Regions from separate parts of the Triticum aestivum genome. Here region 1 is linked to region 2. The links are chromatin contacts, called in public HiCAR-type maps. All regions are on one chromosome and are shown on one strand. The core of a region is the stretch at or near the end of the contact, and the rest is flanking DNA. Distances in the headings are between cores, read along the strand shown.

Evidence for each region. HiCAR-type assays count read pairs that join an accessible place to other places.
Region 1: a HiCAR-type map of leaf shows a contact between it and region 2, with 5 times the contacts expected there. The contact joins the promoter of LOC123119189 here to the promoter of LOC123119188 in region 2. A contact is called at or near these places in 2 of 5 Hi-C or Micro-C datasets (both in leaf) and 1 of 1 datasets of contacts at active chromatin or transcription factors (leaf).

What each region holds. Positions count from the first base shown.
Region 1 is chr5D:25,591,952-25,598,833 of IWGSC CS RefSeq v2.1, reverse strand. It overlaps LOC123119189 (cysteine synthase-like), which reads right to left and starts at 4,366. Exons shown (of 11, transcript XM_044538900.1): 1 at 4,244-4,366; 2 at 4,069-4,128; 3 at 3,860-3,969; 4 at 3,691-3,748; 5 at 2,336-2,599; 6 at 2,092-2,229; 7 at 1,926-1,977; 8 at 1,539-1,618; 9 at 1,274-1,333; 10 at 969-1,049; 11 at 334-707. The coding sequence starts at 4,366. The coding sequence ends at 618.
Region 2 is chr5D:25,356,530-25,363,391 of IWGSC CS RefSeq v2.1, reverse strand. LOC123119188 (probable glutathione S-transferase GSTU6) reads right to left here and starts at 3,487. Exons shown (of 2, transcript XM_044538899.1): 1 at 2,996-3,487; 2 at 2,370-2,922. The coding sequence starts at 3,325. The coding sequence ends at 2,545. LOC123124151 (a long non-coding RNA gene) reads left to right here and starts at 521. Exons shown (of 2, transcript XR_006460993.1): 1 at 521-567; 2 at 1,032-1,311. LOC123124152 (a long non-coding RNA gene) reads left to right here. Exons shown (of 4, transcript XR_006460996.1): 3 at 105-225; 4 at 375-402.

The DNA of each region.
Region 1 (6,882 bases), core at 3,117-5,616, 230 kb before region 2:
CGTCGAAAAAACCAAAAAAAACTGTTTAAAAAGCCGAAAACGCGTGCGGAAAGAAAAATCCGGAGGGAGCGTCCAGAGCGCGACACGTGGCGAATAGCTGAGAGCGCGTCAAGTGGCGCTGATCGTTGCGAGGCTCCCGAAGAAGCGCTCATTAACTAGTTGCTCTCGTCGAACCAAGGCTGTGCGCGTGGTGTGGTGGGTTGTTGAACAAATCGTGGCTTGACGTTTTCAATCCAACGGTCCAGATTGATTCGACTGAACCAGTTTCTTTTTCCAAGCGACTATATAGTTGTCAGCCCCGTTTCAGAAAAGGAAAACAAAGATTCAGACATGTAAGGGCACCATGATGCTTTATTTCACACTGGCTGACATATGGACCACAGAGGAATAGTTCAATATACAGGGCAGGCAAGAAGTAATTCAAACTGCTAAACACCACAAGGCCAACACAAAGTATTCCCCATTGCTACACAAAGTGGGATTAAAGCTTGACAGGGCTTGATGTCAGACCAACACTAGCAGGGACGCCAAAGCTTTTATTTCTGTAAGGAGGGCTCCTACGAATGGAGGGATTTGGCTTTGGAGAACAGCTTCGCGCGCTTGAGGAGTCCCGAGGGTCACTCGACCACCATGCTCTCGGCCTCCTTCTTGATGGAGTGGAAGAGCACCGACGAAAGGTAGCGCTCTCCGAAGCTTGGGAATACAACCTACACATGAGTGAAATGTCAGCATAGGGATACAACATGGAGATTGCTGCTAAAAGGCAGCCTCTCTTCACTTGGTGGAATAGGCTAGTTTGCAGTATGAGAGTTGACAAGTACAGATATCTCCCTATAGGGTATTCAAAAGTAAATAAATCTGTAGTTCATTACATCAACTCATTTGTGTTTTGCTTATTACGTAGATCAGATGAATTTTCAGGGGAAAGAGGCATGCTAGAAACTACCAGGAGGAAATGTGTCACTTACAACAAAGAGTTTCCCTGCATTTTCAGGCCTCTGAGCAACCTTGATTGCAGCTGCTGCAGCAGCACCAGAAGAGATTCCAACCTACAATTATTTAGATAGTCAATGGCTGATGCAAACACTTGGTTCTGATTGATCCATACAGACAGATTGGATTAAAAAAATGTGTGCATGATACTGCTTAATACTCCCTTCGTCCCAAAATAAGTGTCTCAACTTTGTACTAACAATAAAGTTGTTAGTACAAAGTTGAGACACTTATTTTGGGACAGAGGGAGTAATAGATAAATGTTCGAAAGAAACCCCACCAGCAATCCTTCTTTCAATGCCAGAGACTTTGCCATCTCAATGGACTCATCACTTGAAACCTGGCATACAATTTGAACGGACCAAAGGTTACACCAGGGTAAAAGATGCAGACATATGGAATGATAAACAGGAAATATCCAGCAAACTTCTATTCTCGCGGGAGGATTGAAAAACTAGAAACAACTAAGCAAAAAGATATGTGGCGAAATTTTTCTTATATAGTGCCTTCTCTACAACTTTACTTAGTACAAGAAGAAAAATCACCTGTATGGTTTCATCAATGATGTCAACATCCAAGACACCAGGGATAAAACCAGCTCCAATTCCTTGGATCTTGTGTGGTCCTGTTCAAAAATAACTGAATCTTGTTGGTACAGAACAAGCAGTGTCAAGAATCAAAGCAGAATACTTTGGCGCAAAATGGTACACGTTGGAAATGGTTAAACATCACAGCATTCTTATTAATATTAGAATAGGGCTGACAAGACATTTCACATGCCAAATCAAAGGCAGTGAAAAGAGAAACTCAGGTTTTTGACATTCTAGTGATTGTGGTTGGGGTACCCATTTTTGTTGATGGATATTATAAGCTGAATTTAGTGACTGAATGTACTTAGAACAAATGGAATGTGATACAGAAGGAAACATTACCAGGCTTTCCACCATTTAAGACAGCACTCTCGGTAGGCTCCACACCGTAGAGCTTACATAAGAAAACACAAAAAAATCAGATACTATTTCTCATACAGGAAGAAATGTTAGTTGGTCAACGTTGGCAGCTAACACCGTAGTGTGCATAATGATTTCTAGTGCTTACCTTGATGTTAGGATTTTGCTCTTTGAGGTATTTTCCAGATCCAGTAATGGTACCACCTGTCCCGATGCCAGAAACAAGGCCATCGATCTTTCCTCCTGTGCCTTTCCAGATTTCAGGCCCAGTTGTCTCATAGTGAATCTGCACGAAATATTTAAACCTGAGAACTGGGAGCTCGGAAGCAAACATCAAACACGGCATAAAGACATCTCCAAAGTCCAAACACAAATGATAAACTATGCTACACCTTTGGGTTGGCAGCATTCTCGAACTGCTGAAGGATGTATGAGTTAGGTGTCTTTGCTGCCAGCTCTTCCGCCTTTTGGACAGCTCCTTTCATTCCCAAGAGTGGGTCGGTGAGGACCAGCTCAGCACCAAAAGCCTTCAAGATGATTCTCCTCTCCATACTCATGGATGCGGGCATTGTGAGTACAAGTCTGTAACCCTTGGCAGCAGCCATGAAGGCCAGCCCAATGCCTGTGTTGCCACTGGTTGGCTCAATCAGGACACTCTGGAAAACCATTCACATGGAAAGCAAAATATCAGCAAACCAACATCCTAGTAATCTGAATTTTTTAGTAAACGTAGCTTTACAAAAAAGTTTGCAGAAAGTGCTTGCTATAAAACAACTTGTCAGCATGAATAAAATGGCCAGGTGCACAAGTATTAATCTTTAAGATTGCAAACAAGGGGCAGCATGTCATGATTCATGGAAGGCGTGGTAAGTATTTAAATAGAGAGGCTCTAGATTAATATACTTAGTTCAGGTGTAAGGTGTTGTTGGTGAAGGGTTGACGTAAATGCTTACGCGGAGCAGCTGGACAAGTCAAACAACTAGGTGCCGGTGCAGGAGAAAACGAATAATACCGTGCAAATCAAGGCCATATAAATGAACCATAGATTCCAGACACCGTGGAATATATACAACTCTAGTAGAAATGGTCAACTGGCAACCCTGAAATGGAACATGAAAAATCCCTAGCACCAAATAGGGGGCAGCATATCATATCATCGTTCATGAAAGGGATCGTGAAGCACGTATTAAACAGAGAGGCTCCAAATTACTACTACTTGGTTCAGGTGAAAGCTGAACCTATATGTTGGTGAAGGGTTGACCTAAATGCCAACGCAAAACAGCTGTGCAAGTCAAACAACTAGGAGCTGGTGCAGGAGGAAATGAATAGAATAGTACTGCAAATCAATGCCATATCCCTGAACCATAGAATTCATAGTGCCAGATATGTATCTCTAGTTCCAGTAGAGATGTATGGCAACACTGAGAAGAAGAACGAAAAATTCTTAGCGCCGAATGAGGCAATTCCCTAATTTCTTTTGCATACGTCTTGACCTGACTACTTAACCCAATTAGAAGAGACTAGATGCTAAATTCCCTTGACCTGTGTTCTCTACTGAACTAACTGAAGCCGGCCAGGTCACAGCTAATACATACAGTACTACCAAAATCACAGGTAATAAGTACTTCTATTCCAGGGAGCCCAAATCATCGTTGGTAACGCCAAACTGTTGTAAAATTGCATGAGTACAACAAAACAGGGGAAACACACCAAAAGAGTGGTAGGGGGAGGGGTCGATTTTACCCACCTTGCCTGGGACGATGAACCCCTTCTCCTCCGCGTCGGTGATCATGCTGTATCCAATCCTGCACAAGCACAAGTAACGAATCTTCAGCTCAAATCTAGAGAGCAAACCAGGGCCTCTGTCCTCAGAACATGGATGGGGATCTAGAAAAAACAGAGGGTTCATAGCTGACCTGTCCTTGACGCTGGAGCAGGGCTCCATGGACTCGAGCTTGGCGGCGACGCGCCCCACGCACCCGTCGGTCACCTTGTTGAGGTACACCAGCGGCGTGTTCCCGATCAGCTACATCGCAATACAGAGAATAAATCAGCACACCAAACCATATCCGACCGGCCGGCCATCCCCAAACACTGGCGCGTCCAGGGAGACAAATCAGCTCACCTCGGTGACATCCTTGGCGATCGCCGGAGATGACGCCTCCCCCATCCCGCCGTCGACGAGCTACACAAATCAAGAACTCTGTTTTACCCTCCGGCGCGCGGACACATCAATCGAAATCTCCGACGAATCCAAGGGAAGGGCGACGGAAAAGAGGCGAATTTCACCGTGGTATTACCGATTTGACAGCGAAGTGATCCTTCTGGAGCCGGAGCTGGACGAAGTGGCGGCCGCTGCTGCTTGTCCTGGAACTGGTGGGAGGAGGAGGCCGGCGGAGGCCGCGAGGCTTTATACAGGAGAGAGGTTGGTGGAGGAGATTGCGGGGAGGGGGGCCGCTCGGCAGGAAGGCGCGGTGCACGGTGCACCGTGACGCTGCGGGTGGGCCCGGCCGGAGGCGGCTGGCGCTGGTGGACCGGGGGGAACGGCGTTCGTTGAACCTGGACGGCGTTTGCCGCCACCGGATATGCGTGGATGGCGTGGCGTCCTTGAGTGAAGCAGCAGGAGACGGCTGCATACATAAATGCAGATGTGTTGAAAATTCAGTTTTCATGTGTTTAGAACATCGACATCGCGTGCAAATGGAGAGTTATTCTGGTCCGTGGTAGCCGTGTTTATGTTAGGTTCGAGAACCGGAGATTTGACTAGATTTTCGTGAACGGACAGGACGGCGATCACAATGTAGAAGCGGACACTAGATAGAGCGGGTGGACCGACTTTGCTATGCGTAGATAAGTGGGCGCGTGTTTGGAGATTCGGTTGTGTTCTAGACCGAACGATCGGTGTCATGCCAAAATAAAATTATTCTGGTCCGGAGATATTCATGTTCGGGGCTTTGAACGTTATCGCGTTTTGGGTTGACAACTGGAACTATGGTTGTTTCCGCGAGACTTGACCGATGGTTTATGGTCATCCTACGGTAAAATTATTGGGCCTTCGTCCGGAATGGAGGAGGGAGTATAACATGATGTCACCTATTTTTGGGCGTTACATGAATGATTTCACCGAAACCATCGGAAATCACTCTGAAAATAGGCCGGTGAGTCGTCTAAATGCCATGAAGCAGATGTAGTTATATCATATGGTACGTACTATTGTTGATAGTTTCTAGGCTAGGGTGGTTTCAAACTTGCAGTTAGCTTGTGCAAGCATACATAACCCACTTGATGATACCAGACAATCATCATAGGAAGAACCACAAAAAAATATGCCAGTTGGTACTAGCTTCCTCCATCGGCCATGCACTGAATAATTCAATATGTTGGTTTCTTCTATGGGCATCTTTCCCTTGCTCCAAGCCATCTGGCATTCGTTTTTAAATGTTTCAGTTGACATATATATCTATTAGTCTTCTTCACGTGGTAGTGTATCATCGAAGATCGACCATTCATATCCTTATCCTAAACAGTTTATCTTCGCTGAAACTATTTTAGCTTGCAAGTTGTCCCTACAATTTTTCAGGGGCCAACATATGCATGCCCGTACAATCATATCATAACACCATATTGTTGCTATTTGGAGTTAGTTGTTGTATGGAGACGTGTATGGACGGCATTTCAGATGGCTGATGGGTGGATGGCGTGGCGACCTTGAGTGTGAGTGAATAGAAGACGGCTGGCTAATGGGTATGTATACTCGAGGTGCATATTTGCACATTTAGATATGGTTTAGAACACAAGTATTATGCGTGTGGAAATGAAGAATTATTTCGGTCCATAAACATGTTTATGTTGGGTTCGAGGCTAGAGATCTGGCTAGATTTTTGTGGACGGGTATGATGGTGATCTCTGTTAGAAGCCGACACGAGCAAGCTAGTAAGTAGATGACTGGCTATGCATAAATATGAAGTAAATGAATGTGTTTAAAATTCAGTTATGTTCTAGACTGGAGGTCGACATCCTGTGGAAAATGGAGAATTATTCTGATCCAGAATTGTTTGTACTTTTCAGGGATTTGAACATTGCCGTGTTGTAGATTGACGATTCAAACCATTGTCGCATGTAACGAACTATCACTAGCTGTCAGAGTTGACTGTTAAGTTCCGGTCATCTCACGGTACGATTTCCATGCATTTCGAGCGATTATATGGATATTTTCATTGAAACCATCTAAATATGTCGCATCACATACGAGGTTTTTCACGACGAGAACTTGTTGTGGCGCCATGAGCGTCATCCTAGTTACTGCACCATGAATAAGATATATTGTTGAGACATACTCGGTGCCGGTGCGTACTCGCGAAGCACATGAATAGCAACATGCTACCCTTGTTAGTAGTTTCTACCTAGGGATGGGTGGCAGCTGGTTTGTGCATACATATATAACCCACGTACGTGTTGATACTAGAGAATCATCCTACAAAAAGCACCTTACAATCCCCATCTGTCAGAAGTGAGCGATAAGTGCTTTCTACAAAAGAATTAGTGGGAACACAGTGATTTTTGTAATGGATTAACGACTTGGTGGTTTTTCGCAAACCTAGCCGCAAATGTGGTTGTTCTTTACAATTAACTCAGAAAATATGCATCTTTTCTTTGGGGGATCAACCATGCAAGTAGCTCTGCCACTGTTGCCATGGTACTTCCATAGATCTTTGGTAATTAACATCTTATTACCGAGGATTTCGCTCGAGCATATAAACATGATGTTAGCTAACATCTTATTTTGGTAGAATTCTCACGGTACAAAACACCTGAGCGAATTTCCTTTGCCTTTCTTGATGAGGACCTTGCACATAGTCATTTTCTCATGCAATTCATTAGGCTTCCCATAATGAGAGTACTATAAGCGGCATCATGCATGCCAATTAGATTGATGTCA
Region 2 (6,862 bases), core at 2,238-4,737:
ACATATGCAAATTTGCAAGTTAAATTTACCACACCTTTGAAACCTGCAGTTGTTTACTATTCTCTTAAATCTTTAAACTATGTGCTCCATTCCTTTAATTTCAGAACTAGGAAGGTGCGGATAATAAGAGTTGTTGACAGAGGCAACCTGCACATGTGTAAACAGTGGCTATGGTGGCTCAAAGGGAAGCAGCGGCTGCTCCATGGAAACACGCAACTTAGTGATGTACTTTTTGTTTCTAGATTTTGTTCACTCTCATTAAATTTTAAGCAAGAAAATCCGCTACCCTGCAAAAAGTTCTTCCAACAAATATTTTTGTGTGTGCAGCTAAGATCAATCTTCCTATTCATTCATTGCACGCTGTTATTCTGTAGGACCGGCGAAGTGCAAGGTCATGTACAAAGTGGGGGTTGATTGTCCCAGTTTTCTCTTTTGGTGTCTTGATTCTGTTTCTTCCTGGTTTGCACAAGATTCACTTATGAAATTGATTTTCTTGCCAACTTTTCAGGGATAAGCTTGTCAATGAAGGAAATTCTAAAAGAAAGCGACTACAAGCAACATTTGAAGGTACAGCTTGTATTATGTTACTTCAGAAATTAATATCATGGTCTGTTATTGAGAATCACGAGTTTCTTGACAATGAGACTCATTACATTTTCTTTTCATAAAAAAATCCTTGGAAGAGATTGTAAAGTTTAACGAGCATGTCCCTTTTACATCTCTTTACAGTGTGCTTTCTTTTGGTTTCACAACATTTTAAGTTTTATATTTTTTACAGGTTGTGTATAGTGTAGGAGGTATTGATGATGAAATATGAATGTCCCTTGTTCTTGTCTGCTCCTGATCACAGTAGACTTGTGTGATGTGCTCTAGATCCTTTCTCTTTTTTCATTAAATGATTATGTGACTGAGGAGAGCATGTTCTTAATTAGGTTGCCATTGTGAAACTTGTTTTCGGTTTTTTTATTGTATAATACAGAGCTTCCAAATGGTTTGATCCTAGAAATAAGTTACCAATTTTCGGTGTGTAGTGAGCTGGGAGCCGGGGTCATCCTTCTCACCACCAGTCGAACATACTACTTCAGCCACCATGTTGAGCGATATAAAAGTGTTCTCTATTTCAGAGAGCAACAACACGAGATTGTGCCCCCTCTTGCTCCAGGTGCATGTTGCTGTAATTAGTATCAACAGATTAAATCATGGACCATGTCTCTGTTTCATACCACCTCTGTTCATAAATAGATAGCTTCCTAGAGATTGTGCAGTCCTAAGGCCATCCACACTATTGCCCGTTAAAGCGTATTGAGTGCATCAAGCCTAATTTTCTATTGGACAGATTTTGTTCTGTAATCTATTAGTGTTAGAACAATACAAATTTTCCTATTTTGCAGAAACTAACTTAGTGCTTCCTTCTTTCGGGTTTGAAATTCAGCAATTCTTTTCCTTAATCGCAAACTGAATTGTTCGTCGTTGCTATTTGGTTTCCCTTCTGTCTGTGGCATATTGATGATTTGATCCGCATTCAAGAAAGAAATATTCCATGCAAGCCTCCAGCCTAAGTAAAGAAATTTATTTGCTTGCCATTTGAATAAAAAATTTGAGCACGACATTACAAATGAGAAAAAAATATTTTTATGCAGATCCACGACACTTCACAAAAGAGTATACATCAACATTGTCTGCTAGAAAAAAAATAAAGTAGTCTTTTAGTTCTTGCTTCAAATTTGTCTCGCGCGCCAAATGGCGCGACAGGTCATCTAGTTACGTGAAAGCCCGGTTAACGTGAGCACATCCAGATCGGTCTGTGGAGCAGCAGCCCTTTCAAGTTGTTTGGTCTGCCTGAGTCGTGCAAAGTGGCTCGGTAACCCAGGCGCATATTGATGTTGCGGGAGGACTAGGAGATCTGAGCCGCTTGTGACTATGATCGGACGGATGATAGCGTCAAAATGCTGAGCCGAGGCGTAGCTAGCCCCATTTTACTGTTTCTTTAATATATATTTATCCATACAAAATGAGAGCATTATTTTCTTGACAAGCCACCCTCATTTGCAGAACAAACAGACTACGCGCAGAGCTCATCTGCTCTCGGTTGGTGCTGGACACGGCGGTGCGGTTCAGACATCCGAGGAGTTCACAGCAAAAAAAAAGACAAAATTGGTCAAAATAATACATGTACAGTAAACTTACAGCCCTAAATTTGCTTTTTTTTCCGAGAGCTATTGAAATGTCCACACTCCACGAAACTGGCACCGACTTCATGCACCTGAGTATCTAGTATCACAAAGTAATTCATATTTTGTTTTACTATTTTAAATGAATTTACTGTTCATCTTGGATGCATGCATCCAAGAGCCAAAACGAGCGTCAGATATTCAATTCGGTGCCCGGCTCATCCGCACCTGATGAACAGTAAACTTTAAAAAATACTAAAAAATATAATCCATACAAGAATTTGAGAGCACTATTAGTTTCTGAACAAGCTACGCTGATTGCACAAGAAGTAAATAACACGCGCGTGAAGACCGGAGGCGAGCTTGTTAGGCCTCAGTTGGTGGTGCTGGACACGGCGGTGCGAGGCTGCTGCATCGCCTCGGCATACTCGACGAGCCTCTCGACGCGCGGCATGACTAGCTCCACCGCGTCCAGCGCGCAGAAGAGCTCCGCCCATGCGGCCAGGAGCGGCGTGGTGGTCGGGTCGAAGGTCTGGAGCCCACACATCTCCTCCGTCGCGCGCATCGAGCCGAGGAGGCCGCCGAGCATGATGTCTAGGTAGCCGGGTACATCCCTGCCGCTGAAGAACCTCGCCTTGGACTCCATCAACACCCCCTCCAAGGTTTCCATGGCCACGGCCGCCTTCTTCCTCCCCTCCTCCTTCTCTTCGACCGTCTCGCCTCTCAACGCCTGGCTCCGCGCCTTCAACAGCTGCACTGAAAACGGTATATACATGAACGCGGCCATGTGAGGGTGAGGTAGCAAGCATTATGTATGCACCTACCGTGTCGTCGACGAAAACGGCCCAGAAGAGAGCGACGGCTCGGCCGTAGGGGTCGGCGGGGAGGAGGGAGGGCCCGGAGCCGGAGAAGGCCTCGTCGATGTACCGCAGGATGACCGACGACTCGCAGACGGGCTTGCCGTTGTGGATGAGCACCGGCACCTTGCCGGCGTGGGCAGGGTTGGACCTCAGGAGCAGCTCGCTCTTGCTCTGCAGGTCCTCCTCCACGTACTCGTAGCTGAGGCCCTTGAGGCGGAGCGCGATCTGCACCCGCACCACGAACGGGCTCGCCCACATGCCCAGCAGCTTCAGCTCCTCTCCGCGGCCGGCCATTCCCTTCCTACGTACTGCTTTGCTACTCTCTTAACATCAGTCTCCTTTGCTCCTTTCTTAATTGCCGGCCTTGTTGATTGAATTTTTTTTACTTTTAAGGACTCAACGACCAAGCACGTACGTACTACCACTCATATAGTAGTATAAACTAATAGTATCGTGTCACGTCTGGTGCTGTGCAAGATAATTCACGGGTAACCTTTTTTTTAAGAAGAAACACCGGGTAGCATATGACAGTACTACTTCAAGGGAGTTGCACATTTGTCTCGTGCAACGTCTCGTGCTTTACCTTCTGTAGACTATATATAACGTGATACAGTCAATAAGTTACAGCCCTTAAACGGCCGGGCTGACTGGCATCCCTCGTATCTAACCCAAATATAAGGCGGATATAAAATACTCGGACGTGTTCGTCGTGTCAGAGCAAAGCCTAGCGATTTAACTCCACTCCACTCCGCAACCCAAGCTCCCCTCCGGCGATCTCTAGCCTTCTCTGACATGGCGGGCAACGGATTCGAGTCCTTCACCTCCAGAACTGTCGACCCTGAGCTCATCCCACGCGGCCCCGAGGAGGAGATGGTTGTCCGGCTTGCGCTCGGCCACTCCTGGGAGGAAGCCCCTGCGAGGCAACGCTCGGACTCCTTCCGTCGGGAATCCATTGTATCCGCCCAAATGGCATGGATCCGGCGCTAGGTATGCCGTCACTGCCTCACCGGAGGCGCTGCGGTCCGTCTGGTGTCCGAATGCGGTGGATGACGTGCAACCCCTCTGTTGACGAGTCGAGGCCACAGACGCACCATAGGCGTCGTCCGACAAAAACATGGCGCGGCATGCTCGGCGACGCAGTGGGCGCGGGAGGCGGTGCCGGCCCTCGCAGCAGTGGACGTTGGAGAGGTGAAGTCGCATTCTCCGGCGCCCCGACGGATGGCCTGCAACCCCGCGCGCCGCACCCGTGTCATGGTGGATGTTGGCAGCTCCTCCCAGGACGGATCCATCACGGCCTCCGACGAGGAGGAATAGGGCAATGGGAGACGGTGGCGCCTTGAGTCCCATGTGTCGGGTCGTGTCCAATGTCCTACTCTACCTCGCCGGCGAGCGGACCCACACTCTGAGGGGCGGAGCCGGCTGCCGGACATGGACACGGCAGACCTGGACGGGCTCTGCTTAATATTAGGTTTACGTTGCATGTAATAGTTTGTACTTGAGGTATCCATATGCGGAATCAATTATTTGTGGTGTGACCGGTCACTGTCGACGGACGTGCCCGGATGTTTGAGGGGTCGGATTTGTCAAGTCCGGCTGTAGATGCTCTAAACCATCAAACAACGCTTCCACCACTGCGACGCGCACGGCTCGGACCTTCCCTCTCGTGATCTGTAACTTAATTAGCTTACAGCTTATTTCTAGTCTACCCATGGGACCATACATATAATAATTTCAGATTACACATGTACTGACTCAATCACCTAGCTGTCCGCTAATTACAATTTAAACTATAGCACAACTTGTAAATAAAGTGGCCGTATGCATCGCCCAGATGCAGAGGCCGGGGGTCATCCTCCTTTTCTAAAAAAAATAGCACAACTTGTACACATATGTTAAGCACATAATTTTAACACGTGTGAATGTGTGTGGCCTATGGCCAGGCTGGCAGCGTGTTGGTATTTAAGCTGAACCGAAGAGAGGAGTTGGCATGAACGAGCATGTATCTGAATCTCACCTGTTGTTCTTTGTCTCTCATCTTCTTCCTCTCCAAGTCTCGTCCCCTTTCATCTACCTTCTCTCTCCCCTGGTGTGATCTCGATCCCTGTGGCAGTCAGGTCGTCACACTCCGGAGCACATGGTTGAGCTTGCAGCTAAAGCTGAGGTATCCACAGTAAAAGTTTGTGCAACAAGCTGGTCATCTGGTAGCAATGGCAGCTCGAAAAGAAAACCAATTGCACTAATGAACTAGCCAGAAACAAAGATCAAATGATCAAGTAATACCTCCATTGGAATAGTTCTGACAGCATGCCTTCCATTCAGTTAGGCCTATAGCTCTCTCTGGTGTGCAGAAGAACAAGGGCAATGCTGAGGCAGTCATGCGTGTTGTGGAAAGAAAAGTAAAGAGACAAACCTATGATAAGAATCCACTACATTTTGTTTTTCATTCTACATTCTTATATACTCCCTCCGTTCCTAAATATTTGTCTTTTTAGAGATTTCAAATGGACTACCACATACGAATGTATATAGACATATTTTAGAGTGTAGATTCACTCATTTTGCTTCGTATGTAGTCACTTGTTGAAATCTCTAGAAAGACAAATATTTAGGAACGGAGGGAGTACATGATCAACAGTTTTTTCCAATACTTGTTCAACATTTTTAAAATACCTATTCAACATTTTTAAAATACTTGTTAAACATTTTAATATATATGTTCAACATGTTTTAAATACTTGGTCAACCTTTTTCAGATACTTACAATTTTCAAATACGTGTTCAACATTTTTTAAAATACTTGTTTAATATTTTTCTATACATGATCAATATTTTTTTAAATACTTGTTCAATATTTTAAATGCTTATTCTACATTTTTTAAATACTTCTTCAACATTTTTCAAATGTTTATATATATATATATATATGATATTTCAAAGTATAAACAAAAGTACAAAATTAAAAGCACGAAAAGAAAACAGAAGACGTAAAAATAAATAGGAAAAAGAGGCTGTGGCCTCCCGCACTAGTGGGACGGCTCAGCTCACTCGCCCTTCAGCGAGTCCGCCGAATACAGGCCATTTGGTATAGGGCGTTGTCTCAAAAAAAAAATTAGTACAGGGCGCCCTTTTGTCTGTTCGAAATTGCAAAAAACTGTGCCTCCTCCTTTCACGTTAGCTATGGTTACCAACTACACAACTACCCTCATTTGATTTGACACATCCTTTCTCCGTTTATGACATCTTTTTTCTTTTTCTTTTTTCCTTTATTTTTCCTTTTCCTTTTTTTCTTGTTCCTTCTTTCTTTCTTTTTCTTAAATACATGATTTAAAAAAACCAGTGAGCTTTTTCCCAGTTCGTGAACTATTTATTCAAAATTGATGAACTTTTTCGAATTTGTGAACCTTTTTTGAAAACTAGTGAACCTTTTTGACATTAGTGAACTTTTTTACCGAAATTGCTGAACTTTTATAAACCTGAGAACCTTTTTTCAAAATTCGGTGAACTCTTTTCAAATTTGTGAATTTTTTTTTATCTAAATCGGTGAACTTTTTTTAAATCCATGAACTTTTTCTCAAATCCGTGAACCTTTTTTTCAAAATTTGGTGAACAATTTTCAAATTTGTGAACTTTTTTATCATAATTGACGAACCTTTTTTATATCCATGAACTTTTCTCAAATCCGTGAGCTTTTTTCAAAATTCAGAAAACTCCTTTCAGATTTTTGAACTTATTTTTTCAAAATCGATGAACTTTTTTCGATTTTATGAATTTGTTTTGTGAAAAGCCATGAACTGTTTTTGAAATAGATGAACCTTTTAAGAATTCGTGAAA